Regions from separate parts of the Capra hircus genome. Here region 1 is linked to region 2. Evidence: chromatin contacts called from public Hi-C data. All regions are on one chromosome and are shown on one strand. The core of a region is the stretch at or near the end of the contact, and the rest is flanking DNA. Distances in the headings are between cores, read along the strand shown.

Evidence for each region. A called contact is a pair of places that touch in the nucleus more often than the background predicts.
Region 1: a Hi-C map of blood shows a contact between it and region 2, with 4 times the contacts expected there. The contact joins the promoter of LOC102184483 here to the enhancer-like site in region 2. A contact is called at or near these places in 3 of 5 Hi-C or Micro-C datasets (all in blood).

What each region holds. Positions count from the first base shown.
Region 1 is chr23:40,965,797-40,968,822 of ARS1.2, forward strand. LOC102184483 (gametogenetin-binding protein 1-like) reads right to left here and starts at 1,264. Exons shown (of 7, transcript XM_018038695.1): 1 at 926-1,264; 2 at 806-924. The coding sequence starts at 1,264. It overlaps BAK1 (bcl-2 homologous antagonist/killer), which reads left to right and starts at 2,320. Exons shown (of 6, transcript XM_018039207.1): 1 at 2,320-2,566.
Region 2 is chr23:40,869,547-40,872,477 of ARS1.2, forward strand. LOC102170832 (ubiquinol-cytochrome-c reductase complex assembly factor 2) reads left to right here. Exons shown (of 4, transcript XM_013973846.2): 2 at 687-761; 3 at 1,524-1,623. Among named protein-coding and RNA genes, the nearest start is that of IP6K3, 59 kb to the left of the region's middle. Within about 2 kb of position 1,370, at least 3 of the 5 cell types and tissues checked have an H3K27ac peak or open chromatin away from gene starts, as enhancers often do.

The DNA.
Region 1 (3,026 bases), core at 14-2,513, 96 kb after region 2:
GCAGGTGGGGCCCGAGAGGTGGTGAAGGTCCCAAACCCCTGCCGAGGCTCTGCTCAGCTCCTCCACCCCCCCTGCTCCCCATTGCTCCCTGCTCTGCCCTCTGGGGTCTGCATCACAGAGGGGGATGATCCCCCCAAAAGTAGGGTGAGGGGCGTGAGGAGGGGAGGGGCCCAGCAAGGAGCTGGCAAGTGATGGGAGGCCCAGCTCACCCCACATGCACCCTTCCTAGTCCCTGGCCTGTGCCCTTGGCCTTTTGGTGCCCCTATGCACTACCCCTCACTTGAGGAGGAGCCCTGTCTCTGCCTCCCTCTGCCTCTCCAGGTTCCTCTCCACCCTTGATGTGAACGACCATGCCCACCCAGTCCTCTGCCCACCCGAGGAGTCCGTTCCTGATAGTGAAAGTCGCTCAGTTGTGTCCGACTCTTTACAACCCCATGGACTTTACAGTCTATGGAATTCTCCAGGCCAGAATACCGGAGTGGGTAGCTGTTCCCTTCTCCAGGGGATCTTCCCAACACAGGGATCTAACCCAGGTCTCCCGCACTGCAGGTGGATTCTTTACCGGCTGAGCCACCAGGGAAGCCCAAGAATACTGGAGTGGGTAGCCTATCCCTTCTCCAGCGAATCTTTCCGGACCCAGGAATCAGACTGGGGTCTCCTGCCTTGCAGGTGGGTTCTTTAGCAGCTGAGCTACCAGGGAAGCCCCTGGTCCCTCCCCAGTTCGGGTCCTCAAAGCTCAGGCCCACGTCCCCCTCCTGACACCCTGGCTTCCCCCAGCTCCTCCATCCTCGGCCCAGCCCCTCACCTTTCTGAGGTCCCCGTATTCCCTGAGGCCTCCCCTGTGGCCGCCTCTTCCCTCTCCTCCAGCTCAGACAAGTGGCCCAGCACCTCCTGGCTTCCTCTGGGCAGGACTGGCTTCACCTCTAACGCCCTGAGCCATGACCTTCAGGACCTCCTCGGGGGGGCAAGTCTGGGCCCCCGGGTCCCCCATCTCCAGCCCCGAGGGGCTGGGCCGCGGCAGGGCCCCAGGGCGGGCGAAGGGCAGCGTGGCGGGAGGCCTGGACTCCCTCCTCCCAGCTTGTCCCTGACGGTCGGCCATCACGGGGACGGCGTCCTGCCCCCTCAGGGGCCACGACCAGCCCCTCCGCAAGGCCTTGTCTGAGCTCTCCGGGCTGCACTTGCTGCCTACCAAGCTCCAGAAAAAGCAGAACATGGGGGAGCGGCCCAAAATTCGGGGCCGAGGGCTTGAAGCAGGGGCCTCCATCCTGAGAGGGTCCCTGACTCAGAGGGAGGGGCCGCAGCAGCCACCGCAGGACCAACTGCTGAAGAACAGAAGGAGGAAAACCTCCAGTTGGAAACTTCCAGGAGTTCTAGAAGGCAGAAGGGGGGAGGGGGGATTCGCTGGGCGCAGAGAGGGCAGGGGTTTGACAAGGCCTAGGGAGCCAGCTGGGGTGGGAGGGCTTGAGGGTTTGGGGAGGCCCCAGGAGACAGTAGGGGGGCAGGCAGCGAAGTCCAGAGGAACCCCAGCTCTGAGGATGGGGTGGTGGCCCAGGGCTCTCTCCTCCCTGCCTGTCCTTCCCCTGCAGCCGCTGCTGTCCTTGGGAAGCAACTCATTCCCCGGCGGCTGCCCTCCCCCTTCCCTCCCTTCTCAGCGTCCAGCTGGCACGGGCCCACTGTGCCCCCCTTTCTGCGTACCTGCCCGGCAGATTCAGGGGGACGTCACATTTCCTCTGTGGAAACAACCAAGATAGGTGCCTGGTGTGCACGCTGAATCTCAATTTAGTATTATTCCTGGAGACCTGATTATAAACCCATCTCAGTGACCTTGGGAGAGGTTCCTTAAACCAGCTGAGTCTCAGTTTGATCCCCTGAAAGATGGGTGTGGCCCACTGCACCAACTTCCCAGGGTTGTTCCAAAGCGCGCTTATTTTTTTAAATATTTTTTATTTATCTGCACTGTGTCTGAGTTGCAGCAAGTGAACTCTTAGTCGCTACGTGTGGGCTCTAGTTCCCTGACCAGGGATCGAACCCAGACCTCCCTGTGTTGGGAGGACAGAGTCTTAGCCACTGGACCACCAAGGAAGTCCGTCCAAAGGGCTTTTAAAGTGCCTGGCACAGAGTGGGGCTCAAGGAACCGCCCCATCCTGGCTGTTTTGCTGGCACTGACGGAAGGGAGCAGGGGACAGATCAAGAATTAGGGCTGGGAACCAGGGCGGGGGAAAAGCCGTGGGGCAGGAGGAGGGAAGCCACTTTCTCTTGCAGAGCCCAGACCCGCCTCAGGCCACGGGCTGCGGCTTCGCATCCGGCGGCCACCGAGCGACTTCCTCTAGAGGGAGCTGGTGGGAGCCGGGAGCCGCCGGCGCCTCTATGATCGCCGCGGCCCCGTGGGTCCCCCAGGGCCGCGCTGGGACCGGCAGAGGCTGCACTCCAGACATCAGGGATCCACTGACTCCCCTTCCTGGAAGCCAGGCGTGGGGACGCAACCCTGGGAGCAGCCCCTGACCCCTCAGGATCTCTGGCCTCCGCCCCGCTGGGCCATCCCGGGCCTGGGCCAGGGTCCGGGGAGGTAAGCCGGGAGAGTCTTGCCCATGCCCCCCTCCCTGGGCAGCCCCAGGCCCAGGGTGAGGCAGGGAGCCCCTGGGGAGCCCGCTGGGGAGGGGGACACCACTGCGAAGCTTGCCTGGGCGGCTCCACCAACACTCGATGGTGGGCCGATCCAGCCGGGGCTCCCTCAGGCTGCCCCTGAGGCGGCGTCCCCTCTTGCCCTGGCCCTGGCTGCCCGAGAATCGCGTGCCAAAGAGCCAGGTTCTTTAGCAGTCTGGGGAATGGGAGTGGAGGTCAGAGTCAAGGTCAAGGGCAGCAGGAGACCATTTACAGTGCTTCCTGCTGCCCCAGGAGTCCTAAGACCAGGTCAGGATCGGCCCCCTCCCCTCCCCAACTCCAGCAGCATCCTGGGCCTGGCAAACCCAAAAGGTGGGCACAGCGGACTCTCCCCACCAGGAAGTCAGGCCACTTGGATGGGGGCA
Region 2 (2,931 bases), core at 120-2,619:
CATAAGAGAATCTGTATTGTGAAGGTTTAACTCAAAAAGCTCTCTTTTTTGTTCCCGTGCATGCTCAGGCCCGCAGCCAGGCGGCCCACTCTGAGGCATAGGCGGCCCCTCCACCGGGAAGGCTCGCTCCACCCTCCCCAACTCCTGTGCCTTCTGCAGAGCCCCGCTTAGCCCCACGTCCGTCACCTGCCGACCACTGGGGCACGCGGGAACGCACCTGCTCTGCCTTCTCGCAGCCTGCACTGCCCCCGGCGCTCCTGCCAATGTTGGATTTTCACTGCACGCCTCCCGCCTCGGTGGCTGGCTGATTCACACATCACGGGTGCCCCACAAATGTTGATTTGCCGGTTGAGTTTTTCTGCAGGTTGGGGGGTTGCTGAGGTGGAATCGTTATTCCAAAAAGGAGATTTCTGACAGCAGGACCTGTGGTCGGAGAAGCCAGCACAGAGCTGCAGGCCTGCTTCCTGGGAAGGCCTGGCTTAGGTGGGGCCCTTCCTCAAGGTACGCGCTGCAGGCCTGCTTCCTGGGAAGGCCTGGCTTAGGTGGGGCCCTTCCTCAAGGTACGCGCTGCAGGCCTGCTTCCTGGGAAGGCCTGGCTTAGGTGGGGTCCTTCCTTAAGGTACGCAGTGCAGGCCGGTGCGGGCAGGGCACGTTTGCTCACTCTCTCAGGGTTCTTTGTTTTTCAGATTGTAGAGCCTGAAGCCTGTGATCAGATGTACGAGAGCTTGGCACGCCTCCATTCAAACTACTACAAACACAAGGTGAGTGGGCCACAGGCTTTTCTGTCCCCAGCCCTCTGACTGGAGACAGCCAGTAAGAGTGAGGGAAATCTGATTATATGATGTTTTGTGTAGAATTGTGGTTTTGCTACTTTCAAATGTAACCAGTAATTTCAAGCCAACTAAGGCACTTGGTAGAGGCTTTTAGGTCACCTAAATGAAAGCTGTTGGCAGTTTTGAAGAAAAGCCACGTTTTGTATGCCAGGGGGTGCTTCTGGGCATGTCTGACAGCTGTTGGGTCTCGCACAGATTTGCCCACCCTCCTACCACACTGGTGACAAAGTTGAGGTGACCAGGAAGTCCTGTCAGAAAACGCTGGGCCTCTCCTCAGCCCTGATGTGTCTGCTGTCAAATTCCACTGTGTTTCTTCCCCAGTCTTGAAAAATGTGCTCAGTAACTCCACAAATACACATGGCCGAAGGCCTAGTCTGCATGAAAAGGGGATTTCTCCCAAATCCTCGTGACCCAAAGTATGGTCTGGGAGCAGCAGCATGGCACTGCCCGGGGGCCCCTCCCGACCCAGCCTGGGTCTCCAGAGGCTCAGGCGCCGGCTTGCTTCCAAGCCACGCGCTCGCCTCGGAGCCGGGATGGCGCTGGTGTGGCCTCCAGGTGGCGCTGCTCCCCTCCCTCTGGCCTCTGGACACCCAGGGCCTGCCCTTGAGAGCTCGCCTCTCTCCACGATGTGGGCCCTGGGTATGCCATGAAACTAACCTCTCCCCCCTTCCTCTCTGCCCCTGTGACCAGTACCCTCGCCCCAGAGACACAAGCTTCAGCGGCCTGTCCCTGGAAGAGTACAAGCTGATCCTGTCCACAGGTATGGGAGGCGCGGCTGCTGCTGTTTCTGGTGGGTTTGCAAATGGGTTTTTGAGTGGCCACAGGGAATCATCTAATAAGACAGCTTTGCTTGATGAAAAGTCTTGTGGAATAGCCCACAGGAAATTCTGAAGCTACAGGGCTCATGTTTTTTGGTCATAGAATATGGAGAAGGTCAAAGGCGTTATTTAAAAAAAGCAAATTTATCTTCAGAGCTTTTAAATTCAAGACTGGGCAGCAGGGAACAGGGGAATATGCATTTGCCAAATGGAAGTAGTTGAAATCAGGATGGAAGGAAAATAATTTTATTTTTATGGTCCTAAGAGGGCTTTATAAACAATGAGGGTTTTAATTAAAACAAAAAGCCATTCAGTGGACGTGTATGGGGACATGGACTGCGGGTTAGATACGGGTTTAACTAGGTTTGTTTTGGAGTCCTTGACAGACCCTGATTAACAAGAAAGGAAATACCCTGCCTCGCCCAGCCCCTCCTTCTTCCCCATCTCCATTGTCACTGGAGGGGCACGTGGCGGGTGGTGGCAGGGGGAGCCTGGGTTGAAACAGGCAGGTTCTGGAAAATTACTATTTTTATTGCCAAGGACACTGCATTTAAAAATAGGCTAACCTTTTCTGGGAGGCCATGGCCCTGAAACATTTGCCTTCTGGTACTCTAGAAATTTCTGTTTCCTATTTCTCTGGTACCCTTCAGCCACTAAGGTTTGAGGATTTAGGCTTCCAGAAAACTCTTAGCCATCTGAACAGATTAAAACCTAGTGGTGTCATCTGCCATTGTGTGTTGACCCTGATCCTATTTTTATTACAGTACTCTCTGAAAAACTAGGGTAAAGACACTTTGGCCAGGCAAAATCACCTAACTGGCAATTTCATGTATATCCAAGTGAGTATATCCCCCTGGCCCCAGGCCCATGTAGTTACAGGCTTTGATGCACAGTGTTATTGTGAGGGCCCCAAAGAGTTTGAGCAAAGTTTGAACTTGAAATCAGAATAGAAAGGAATTCTAGAAGCTCAGCCTCTTTGTTAACCCTCGGGACGCTGGGTTGGGGGAGAACAGGGACGCCAAGAGGGGAGACGCAAGACCTCCCCAACTGGCCTGTGCTGCAGCCTGTTCTGGGGCGGCGGGGAGCTCAGCCTTGGGAAATTGGCTGATGAGCTTTCACAGCAAGCCTCACACTTCTGTTGTGACTCTGGAATCAGGTTACCGACTGTCTCCTCTGGCAGGCCCGGAGAGCACCTTGCGCTGTCTGTAGTGAGGGTCTGAGGGCCTGGAAACGCTGACATGTGACCGCGTGTCCGTCCCGAGTGTGTCCACCCTGGGGTG